Linked DNA regions of Capra hircus: region 2 is linked to region 1. A link is a contact called in public Hi-C data. All regions are on one chromosome and are shown on one strand. Each heading gives the region's core, a stretch centred on a gene start, on an enhancer-like site or on the middle of the called end of the contact. The rest is flanking DNA. Distances are from core to core; before and after follow the strand shown. Region 1 holds the start of CTLA4 (cytotoxic T-lymphocyte protein 4). Region 2 overlaps RAPH1 (ras-associated and pleckstrin homology domains-containing protein 1).

Region 1 (5,549 bases), core at 1,332-3,831:
ATTTACTTCTCAAATAGTCATATGAAGCATGATTGAACAGTATGAACCATACTGTTACTATCTCTGTACTATAGAGGAGAGCGATTGAGTCAATTGCCTGAAGTTGCAAGACTGGTAAATTGCCAGTTAGGATGTAAACCTACCTCATCTGTACCTTATGTACATATGCAGAGAAAATCCCAGAGAAGAAATTTATCAGGAAAAATAAATAAACATGTGTGGGATACTTAGATATAGAAATCACCAGGCGTTAACAGCTGATGCTTCTCTTTTCTTGGGGAAGTAGGTGGTGACTCTGAAGGAAGGAGACGAGAGTAAGCAGGACTCTAGACTCAAGTTTAATAATAGTTTGAAGATACTGCTTCCAGTAAAGGAGAAAGAAGCTGACTAGGAATTTTCAGCAGTATTGAAGAGCCAGCTTGAGTTTGTAAGTACTGAGTTTGCAGAGGGTTGGTTGGCATGGTTAAGTGATTTTCTGAAGGGCACTGGACTGCTTGTTGTTTGGGGTAAGAGCAGTTGTAGATTAGCCTTAGGAGGAGCACAGACAGTCATGAGAAATTGATGGTATAGTTGAAATGGCTGCATCTTTGTTTGCGATCTCTCAAGGCAGATGTTGGGATAAGGATTCAAGAGCAAGAAGTTTACTAGGAGGTGAGTCCAGGAAAAATGCTTGTAGGTGAGAGGGGGAATGAGACACATCAGAAAAGAGAGTACCTGGCAGACATGCGAGGGGAGCTTACTCCTGCAGGGGGACTCTGGGAGCCAGTGGGAAAACTCATCTTAGAGTGATCTCCCAGCGCCCTTGCACATCACTTCCCATTTGCCGTTGGTTAGGACTGCTCCGGGGCAATCATGCATGGATCGAGGGCTGCCACACATGTGAATACAGAGAATTCTGGTGCCCTGAAGATGGCCTCAGGCAAAGAGAGGCTGACTGTTGGAAGTCTGGTCTAGCAATGCCTATTGAAAGAGAAGGCCTGGGAAGATAAAGACTGGGCATCAAGAGTGTCTGTTACACACATGGAACTCTGCTCAATGTTACTACTATGCGCCAGCTTGGCTGAGAGGAGGGCTTGGGGGAGAATGGATACCTGTATATGTATGTCTGAGTCCTTTTGCTGTTCACTTGCAACTACCACAACATTGTTAATTGGCTATAGCCCAGTACAAAATAAAAAGTTTAAATTTTTTTTTTTAAGTGTCTGCTACAGATGGACCATGAATTTGTGTCCAGTAAAGACGCAGCAAACCTATGAAGAGACTAGGAGAGCAAGGAAAAGTTCTGTGATGAACATTCTTTTCTGAAAATAGTTTTGAATAGGTAATAATAGTACATGGAACAAAATTGAAGCATGAGAGAATATAGAGTGAAAATTAAGTCTTCCTTTCTCACCATCCACCTCCATTTTCTACTATTGTTAGTGTCTTATATATCCTTTCAGAGATAGTATAGCAGGGATTATGTATGTGTAAATGTATTATAGGCATCAGCTCAGTTCAGTTGCTCCGTCGTGTCTGACTCTTTGCGACCCCATGAATCGGAGCATGCCAGGCCTCCCTGTCCATCACCAACTCCCGGAGTTCACTCAGACTCACGTCCATTGAGTCAGTGATGCCATCCAGCCATCTCATCCTCTGTCGTCCCCTTCTCCTCCTGCCCGCAATCCCTCCCAGGGTCAGAGTCTTTTCCAGTGAGTCAACTCTTCGCATGAGGTGGCCAAAGTACTGGAGTTTCAGCTTTAGCAACATTCCTTCCAAAGAAATCCCAGGGTTGATCTCCTTCAGAATGGACAGGTTGGGTCTCCTTGCAGTCCAAGGGACTCTCAAGAGTCTTCATAGATATATGTATATACTCATATTTTAGATATGGGTTTTATATATGTGTGTATATGTTAAACATACAGGTAATATATATGTTAATTATACCCACACAGGTGGTACAAATAAAATACTCTGTCTTTTACACATGTATCTTGGGGAACTTTTCATATCATTGCATGTGGATTTGCCTCAATTTTAAAAATAGGTGCCTAGCATTCAGTCTGATGGGTGTGTGTGTTCCCTCTCAGTTGCTCAGCCGTGTTCAACTCTTTGCGGACCCATGCCAGGCTCCCCTGTCCATGAGATTTCCCAGGTAAGATACTGGCATGGGTTGTTATGTCCTACTCCAAGGGATCTTCCCAACAAGTTACCAAAAAACCCCAAAATAACAAACTTTCTTCTGGGTATGTTATCTTGTATGTGTGTTACTGACCAGATGCCAATGATCTGTAAGATAAATGCCCAGGAAGAGGGTTGCTGAGTCAAATTTGAATTTGATAGACAGTACTGAACGTCTTTGAACCAATGTGCACACTCATGGGATTGACCATCAAGAGGTCAAAGAAGGGAAGTACAGGGGCGAGGGAGTTGAGGAGGAGGGAGGGGCTGGATAACAGTAAATGCCGGATGTGGAGATTCCGGTGGAGCAGTTCCTGCCGCTGACAAAATCCAGGGTGTGGCCACAGCCAGAAGTTGTTGGCGTGGGCTGGGGCGCAGGCAAGGTCGAGGAAGCAGAGGAAGTTAAGGAACCATGAGGTGTCAGAGTGACTCACTCAGATGATGAGCCAGTCAGTTCATACTGGTTAGTTCGTCATTATCTTGTAAAAGGCCGTTGGAGAAGCCTTCAGCTTCCCTTTAACTCTGGCAAGGAAAAGATGCCTATGCCTCCTGATCCTCTTTCCACTCTGTGGTGCAGAAAACTCTTCACCACTGGAGCTTGCTGAGGAGGAAATGCATCAAAACAACGTGGCTGCTTCCAGGGACAGGCAGTGATGTCTCCAGTTAATATTATGGCCCGTGTGGCTGTGGAAGCAGGTGAGTCTGTTTTACCAGATCCTTTGGCTTTCTAGTGAGTATCCATTAGGCCTGTGGATAGCTCATTTTACGACAACTCCAAACTTACAGGTGTTTATGACATTGTCAAATGAACGCTGGCCTGGGGAGATACTTCCTTGTTAATAAAATCACTAGCAATTATAATAACAATAGGGATTAAGGTGCTGAATCAGTTAATAATTGTGTTCAGTAAGTAGCAGAGAGAGATCTTAAAATCACTGGTTTAAACTAGAGAGGAGTTCTCTTTGCTCTCAAGTAATGTGTAAAGTTCAGGGATAAGCCTTCCACAAAAGGTGTAGCAGCTCCACAATGCCCTTGATGTCTCAGGTTCCTTCTCTCCTTCTGCTCTGCCTCTCTGGTGCTGACTTCCATCCTCATGGTTTCCGGATGGCTGCTGAAGTTCCAGCCATCATAACCATGGTTTCATGCTGGAAAAGGTCAGAGGTAAAAGGGATTATGCCAGATGAATCAGCACCTCCCACTCCCACCTTTTAATGAACTTTCACAAAAGTTTCACTCAGTAAAGAGAAATTTTCCTCTCACTGCACAGCTTACAGTCACGTGGTCATCCCTATCCGCAGGGAGCCTGGGAAACGGAGACTTTAGCAGGACTCCTTGCAGCCCCCAACAGATTGGATTCTGTTAATAAAGAAAAAGAGACTAGATATTGGCTCTGGGAGACTAGGTATTGGCTAGGTAACTGGCAATATCTCTCAAATTTCCTAGACACTTTACATTTTAAAAACATGATTTTTTTTTTAATAGTGGTAAAATCTGTATAACCTGAAAGTTACTGCTTTAGCTATTAAAACAATTATTTATTTGGCTGTGTCAGATCTGAGTTGTGGCATGCCGGATCTTCTAGTTGTAACATGTGGGATCTAGTTCCCTGACAAGGGATCGAACCCCGCCCCCTGAATCGGGAGCACAGAGTCTTAGCCACTGGACCACCAGGTCAGTCCCACTATTTTCGTTATTTTTTAAGTGTACAATTCAGTGACATTAAGTACCTTCACAGGTGTTGTATAGCTATGACCACCATCCATTTCCAGAACTTAATCAGCTGCATCAGAAACTCTGTCTCCATTAAACAATGACTTCATCACCACCCTCATCTCCCCTCAGTCACTGATAACCCCTATTCTACTTTCTACATCTTTGATTTTGCATATTTTAGGTACCACAGGTCATACAATATTTATCCATTTGTGACTGACTCCATTTCGCATAGTATTTTCAAAGTTCATCCAATTGCAGCAAGCACCAGTACTTCACTCCTTTCCGTGACCGAATAACATTCCATTGTATGGATATGCCACATTTTGTTTATCCAATTACATGACACTTGGGTTGTCTTAGTCCGTTCAGGCTGCTGTAATGAATTACCACAGACTGGGTTGCTTCTAAAGAATAGAAGTTTATTTTTCACAGTTCTAGAGGTTCAAAGTCCGAGATCAGAGTGTCAGCATGGTCTGGTTCTGGTGAAGGTCCTCTTCTGCATGGCAGAAGGCCGACTTCTCATCCTGGTAGAAGGGGAAAAGGATCTCTGTGGGGCCTCTTTCATGGCAACACTAGTCCCTTTCATGGGGGCTCTACCCTCATGACATGCTCACCTCCTAAAGACCCTGTCTCAGTACCATCACATTGTGCATTAGGATTTCAAGATAGGAATTTGGGGGAGACAGAAACATTCAGACCATAGAGGTTGTTTCCAAAGTTTCACTACTGTAAATAATGCTGCCATGAACATTGGTGTATAGACATCTGTTCAAGTTCCTGCTTTCAGTTCTCCGATTCCACCCACGTGGTAATTCTCTGGTTAACTTTTTGAGATGCTACCAAATGCACTTTACATTTTATCTACTCTTCACAAACTGGCCATTGTTGAAATCACACATTGAAATTCTGATGGAGAGGGGCCTCCTACGCTGGATCCAGGTTATCCCCGGCAGGCTGATACTGCCCATTGCCTCCACTGGGGGACTCCCGTGAGTTATATGCCTCAGTGAGCTGGATGGAATTTTTATTTTAGAAATGGGAAACAAATGTAAGAGGCTGAATCAGCAGTATTCCCACTCTTCTCCTGGTAATGAGAGCTCTGCTAACTTTCCCAGACTCTGCCCTTTGCAGCCTTATTGGGTCTATACTGGATTCCCTTGACCAGTGGAGACTTGGAACCATAAAGTTCCAGGAGGGAGCTGTTTTCACTCCTATGTTCGACCTCAAGCCAACCTGTCACAGATTTATCAAGGAGGGGGAAGGTGGCCTTAGTTCATCTCATGCTCCAGTAATAGTTCTAAGTGTGCGTTCTAGTGGATAAGAACGTGGTCACCGGAGCCAGATGGCTTGTGTTCAGATCCCAGCTCTACTATTTGTTGTGTGATCTTCATTAAAATTATTTCACACTTCACTGTGCTTCAGCTTCCTCACCTATAAATAGGGGATGAATGACGGTGCTTTACTTATTTCACATGATTGCCATGAGGGTTACCTGAGTTGACGTGGTTAAGCAAGTACTTTAGAAAGGTGCCTACACTCTGGAAGGGCTCTGCAAGTGGGGGTCATGTTAGCAGTACTGACCTTATGATTATGCCCAAGAATGTAAATTCTCTAAACCGTAACAGTTAATAGAGAACTGATTATAGATTACCACTGTAGCTCTGGTAATTAAA
Region 2 (5,549 bases), core at 2,065-4,564, 320 kb before region 1:
TTTTGCACTAAGTCTTTGAAGTCCAGCATGTATTTTTATCTTTATAGTGCATCTCCATTTGGATTAACATTTGGAGCGTTCAATAGCTTCATCTGGCTAATGGTCACCGCATGGAACAGCACAGCTCTAAACATCCAGGTTCGTTAATCAATGACCAAAGGAAACATTTCTAAAGAAATTAGGTTTCAGTTAAGTACTGGCGCAGAAGTCATACGCTTGATATCCCCATTCTAAGGAACAGTTAAATTTAGTAATATCTTGAGAAATTTACAGAAGCCCTTAGCTTAAGAACAAAACAGAAAGTATGTGGTTCAGGTTCCAATACAAAATTTCTCTATACCAGATACGCTATCACTAACACAATCTTACCATGAGTATTAATATTCAATGGTACTGTATCATATGGTTGTTCATGTTTCTGCTCATGTATTTTTTAAGCCTGGTTTAATTTTTATTCAAAAAATTGAGATATATGAGAAGGTTTAACCATCAGGAGTTCTAAAGAATGCATTCCTCTTCACTGATACTTCAGTAGTCCCAATGGACATGATTACAGAACTTACAGGTGTCAGTTCAGCCTGTTCTTCTGTGAAGTCAATATGACGCTTGGCCTGCTTGCTGGGACATCTCAGAGAAATAGCATGCTGTGAAAATGCAGGAAGGAAGAAAATGATAGGTAAAGGAGGTGGAAAAGGGCAGTTCTCATTACCATGCAGGAAGAGAAAAGATCACTGAAATGAACTGTTGAAACAAAATAGTAATGAAAAGTTGCATGCACCTCATTGTATTGTGCAAAAATAGAAAAGGTAAGAACCTGATGATCCTAACCCTTTACAATTTAAAGGTAACCTCACTCTTCTTCTGGACAGTAGAGCTCTATGGCAGAACTACCCAGAAATACCTTGTCCAGTACCAGTTCATACTTCTGAACTTCAAAAGGGCCTTAACTGCTGTTGGGCAGTACTCACTCTCTTCTCTCCTCTCTATCATTCCCTCTAAGCTTGTTCTAAGTAGTTTCCAAGTTCTTCAAGTTCCTGGTTTCACTCTTTCATCTCTTCATATGCCCTCACTTCCCTCCATTACTAAGGAAACCACACCGATCTATCATGACAATCTTCATCTCTAAAAGGTATCCTACAGCTATGTCCATATTCTCATCCTTCTCTCCAGTTCCATGAGTTAATACCTGCTTCTCCCCTCCAAAGCTACACCATGTCCTAGATCCCACTCATTCCCCCTCTAATATCCCAGTCTCTGACACTCAACTGGTCCAGCTTATTGGGGGTGGGAAGGACAGAAAAATATTCTTTTGGGTACCCTCCTCTTGTTAAATTATTATTTTCTACTTTATACTGCCAAGTTTCCTGAATTCAGCTGCAGTGTACCTCTTGCACTTATAATTCCCTGCAATCTAGCATCCACCTTTCTCCTCCAAAGTCTTCATCCTTTGAGTTGCAATGCATCCTGTAATTCATTCTTAAAGTCATCAATGACCTTTTAACCAACGTTTCTGTCTTTCCTCTCATAGTACTTGCCTTACTGTACTAAAACTGCTTTGGTTGTCTGTTCTGACATCCCTCTCGCCATACAATAAATTATAATCTCATAAAGACATTGTGTATTATGTTCACAGTTTTATCCCTTACAGCCCAGGTACTCCAGCATTTATGGAATGTATGAAGAGCTATTTCTTCTTGGCTTTCATGCCACAGGCTTGGCCAGACTAAGACTGATTTTGCTTTCCTCTCTCTACATTTTCTCATTCAACATATTCTATAACACTGTGTCAGTCACCACATCAATGCGAGGCCTACCGAATCTATATTGCCAATATCCTCATTCTTAGGAAATGAGTACTTTAAGTATTAACAGCTAAAAGGGCATGAAAATGCAACCAACTCTCAACTGGTTCAGGGGGAAAAATATATATATATATATATATAAAATAATACAGTAAATGTGGCAAAATGTTAAATTACTGAACATGAGTAAGAGTTTCATGAGTTCTTTATACTATTTTTTCAAATTTTTCTAAGTTTGACATTATCTCAAAATAAAAAGTTAAAAAGTAAATCTATTCTCACTAGGCTCAGTCTCACACAAGCTCCCGTCATATTTCCAAATGCTTACTGGCTAGTTAAAAAAAAAATCATTATCTAAGGTGTTCAGCAAGAGATGGCTACGTGCCATGTTAAACAGTATGATGGAACATTATTAGTTATTGAAATTCAACACATCCTTACCAAAAATGAATATGCACATGGGAAGTATCAAAGACAATGTGGACCAATTTTTAAGTCTTTACTGAATTTGTTACAATATTGCTTGTTTTACATTTGTTTGCTTTTTTTTTTTTTGGCTAGGAGGCATATCTTAGCTGCCCAACCAGGGATAGAACTTGTACCCCTTGCACTGGGTGGTGAAATCTTAACCGCTGAACCACGAGGGAAGTCCCCAGTTTTTACTTTTTCTTTATCACTACTTTCATAAATCTAAAATCTGTGTTTAAAACACATATGTGAATGTGAAGGTCAACTCACATAAAATTTGCTCTACACGTCTCAGTTTCAAAGTTTCATTTGTTACAAAGCTATCATGTTCTCTATCAATCTCTCAAAAACTCCACAAATCTCTGCAAAGTAAGTTATGAATCACTACTTTCTTGAACTGAACCTATAACATGTACCATTTATGAGCCAGAATCTTGTTGGGGAGGATGTGTAGAAAAGCAGTGATCTGAAATATGAGCCAAAATCAAGAAATGAATGACCTTCTATCAGAGTCATGGTTACAAAATACAACATTTTCTTTTGGTAGCTAACACTTTAAATAACAACTGGAAGAAAGTGGAGGTTTGTGAACACATATTAATGTTTCAATAAAACAGATTTACATACATCTTGTACGGAGGTTCTGTGCTCTTCACAAATATTAGAAATAAATACAGCATGACGGTTACAAATCCAGACCTTTATGGGGTGGCCAGAGTGCCTGGGTTCAAGCCCCAGCTCAGTAGTTTCCTGGCAATATGACTCTGGGTTTATTATTTAACCTGTTTCCTCATGTGTAAAATGGTGTAAAGATAGCATTTATCTCCAAATGTTACTATAAAAATTAAAGGAGTAATAATAACACTATTATTAGAAGAAGAATGGGAAACCACCAGCCATCATTTGAATTTTATTTAAACCTCAATTCATTTAGATTACAGCTAGCTTATGGTTTTTAAAATTTTAACATATTCAGGAATATACTAAAACACCACCAGATGGGGATGTTACTACATAAATCTCTTTGCCTTTTTTCTACTGCCCATGTAGTTCTGTCTCTAGGCTTGGATCTGAGACGCACTGGCTGGTCTAGCCTTGTCTAGATTCTCCTTCAATTTTATGATGAAGTAGCAAGGTAATGCTAATGCTGTAGGAGCTGTACAACCAGACTGCCTGGGTTCAAATCCTTGGGAAAGTTACCTAGTCACTTTCTGCTTTAGTTCCCTTCATTGTAAGATAGTGGTGAAAGTGAAAGAAAGCGAAAGTCTCTCAGTCGTGTCCGGCTCTTTGCAACCCCGTGGACTGTAGCCCACCAGGCTCCTCCGTCCATGGGATTCTCCAGGAAAGAATACTGGAGTGGGTTGCCATTTCCTTCTCCAGGGGATCTTCCTGACCCAGGGATCAAACCCAGGTCTTCCGCATTGCAGGCAGATGCTTTAACCTCTGAGCTAACAGGGAATGGTACCTATTCTCAAGGCTCTGTACAAACTCAGTGTTAAGACATGTAAAGCACCATGCCCAGCACAGAATAAGCAATAACACAGTAGCTGATATTATTTTCTAATTCTCCTCCTCTTCTCTTTATTCCTCTCCTAGATATTTAACTGGCCATTATATAGCCAGTATAAGGTTCTTTACCAGCTCTCCCAACACCAAACAAAACAGACTTAAAACCAAATAAAAATGCTTTTTCACTTTCAGGTATCTAAGAAATCCACAAAACAAGGATCACGGCATATACGCCAGTGTTGACTGGGTGGTGTGTTTGTACCTATCCCTCTATTACCTTCCTAGGCCAGTGAAATCTAGAATTAAAACACCAAGTTGGTACATGTGGATAAACTTCAGTGAGATGCAGCAACATAGCCATCAGAATTTTAGGAGAAACGTAGTTGTAATAACTAGTAACTCCAATCTTTCAGATACGCAGGCCTCTTAAAATTTCAGAAAGCCCTGAGCTCCCATCTAGTTATTATCTCAGAGCAAAAAGTTGCTTTCTGAGAATAACTTGGGACCTCGGTGCCAATGCCACCTGTTATTACAACAAACACAACTGCTGTTTTCTTTCCAATACCTCAAGATTTCTGTACACATTTATTCTTGAAATAGTTCTGGAAAGTGAAGGAAGTAAAGGAATTACACTGAAGCTATCATATGCTATGCTGCATATCACATTATTAACATACTGGTATAGCCACAGTGATTTCATTAAAAAAAACTCTATACACATGAGGGGGGAAAAAAACCCCACAACATTGAAAAGCTCAAATATAGCTTTTCATTTGAGCTTTTCATAGCTCAAATATTTAGGAATTTTTCCTATCAAAATATTTACAATACATCATCAAATATTCTTAAAGATTCAACAAAACTTTTTGAACCTACTATAAGCTTCAGTATACGTTTCTAAAAGCATTTTTATTTTAAAAATATATTTTTGTGTACAAGATTCCAAATTCAGAGGAACTGTTAGTTTAAATCCCACCAGAAAATAAATATATAGGTATATTACAGCACTAACCTTTTATCAGTAAACCCTACTTTATATAAAACTTATAACATGCAATTACTATTTAAATTTGCAAACTGCTGTCTTATTAAAAAGTATTGTTTTATCTTTTAATGTGAATAAAAGTACCAGTAAGTCAACTGTAACATTTATTTCACGTTGCTATAGAGTCTTTGTTAGAATTTACTTCAGCTACAATGAATTCTAAATTTAAAAATAGCAAATGAACACTATTGATGGATTTCATAAGAATACTAAAATTAGTCTGTAATTCATTTTTATGTTTATCCATAAACTCATATTTTTATGCTAAATCAAACATTCAGGAAATAATCATTTTTGATGATCAGCTTCACTTTATTTTTAAGATACCGATAAAAGCTGGGAGGCAAATGTTACAGTTTTGGAATTCAAAAACAGACTTCCCAGTTATTTGACCTACTTAATCCCCTATTTGGAATAATGCCCCTACCGAAGGGATAGTTGGAGGCTTAAATGAAATAACATATGTGAAGTGCCTGAAAGCACAGTATTTCAACAAAAGTCAAGAAAGAGAAAGGCAAGAGAAAAAGACTTACTCTTCCTGATGTGAAATTATACTATGCCTAGCCCTGTTGGCTTCAGACAGCAAGGAGGTAGAAAGAAAAGCTATACAATTACTTTGTTTTCAGATGGGCGGTTTGAATACCCACATCCCCAAGATACGATAGTACCAATCTCAAATTGATTTTTCTAACTGGTATTAGTGTCACTAAACTTCAGTGAGAGTA

The links. A called contact is a pair of places that touch in the nucleus more often than the background predicts.
Region 2: a contact with region 1 is called in a Hi-C map of blood, with 7 times the contacts expected there. The contact joins the enhancer-like site here to the promoter of CTLA4 in region 1. A contact is called at or near these places in 2 of 5 Hi-C or Micro-C datasets (both in blood).

Annotation. Positions count from the first base shown.
Region 1 is chr2:43,895,668-43,901,216 of ARS1.2, reverse strand. It overlaps CTLA4 (cytotoxic T-lymphocyte protein 4), which reads left to right and starts at 2,581. Exons shown (of 5, transcript XM_005676404.3): 1 at 2,581-2,856. The coding sequence starts at 2,814.
Region 2 is chr2:44,219,001-44,224,549 of ARS1.2, reverse strand. All of the region lies in intron 4 of RAPH1 (ras-associated and pleckstrin homology domains-containing protein 1), which reads right to left. Among named protein-coding and RNA genes, the nearest start is that of RAPH1, 56 kb to the right of the region's middle. Within about 2 kb of position 3,314, at least 2 of the 5 cell types and tissues checked have an H3K27ac peak or open chromatin away from gene starts, as enhancers often do.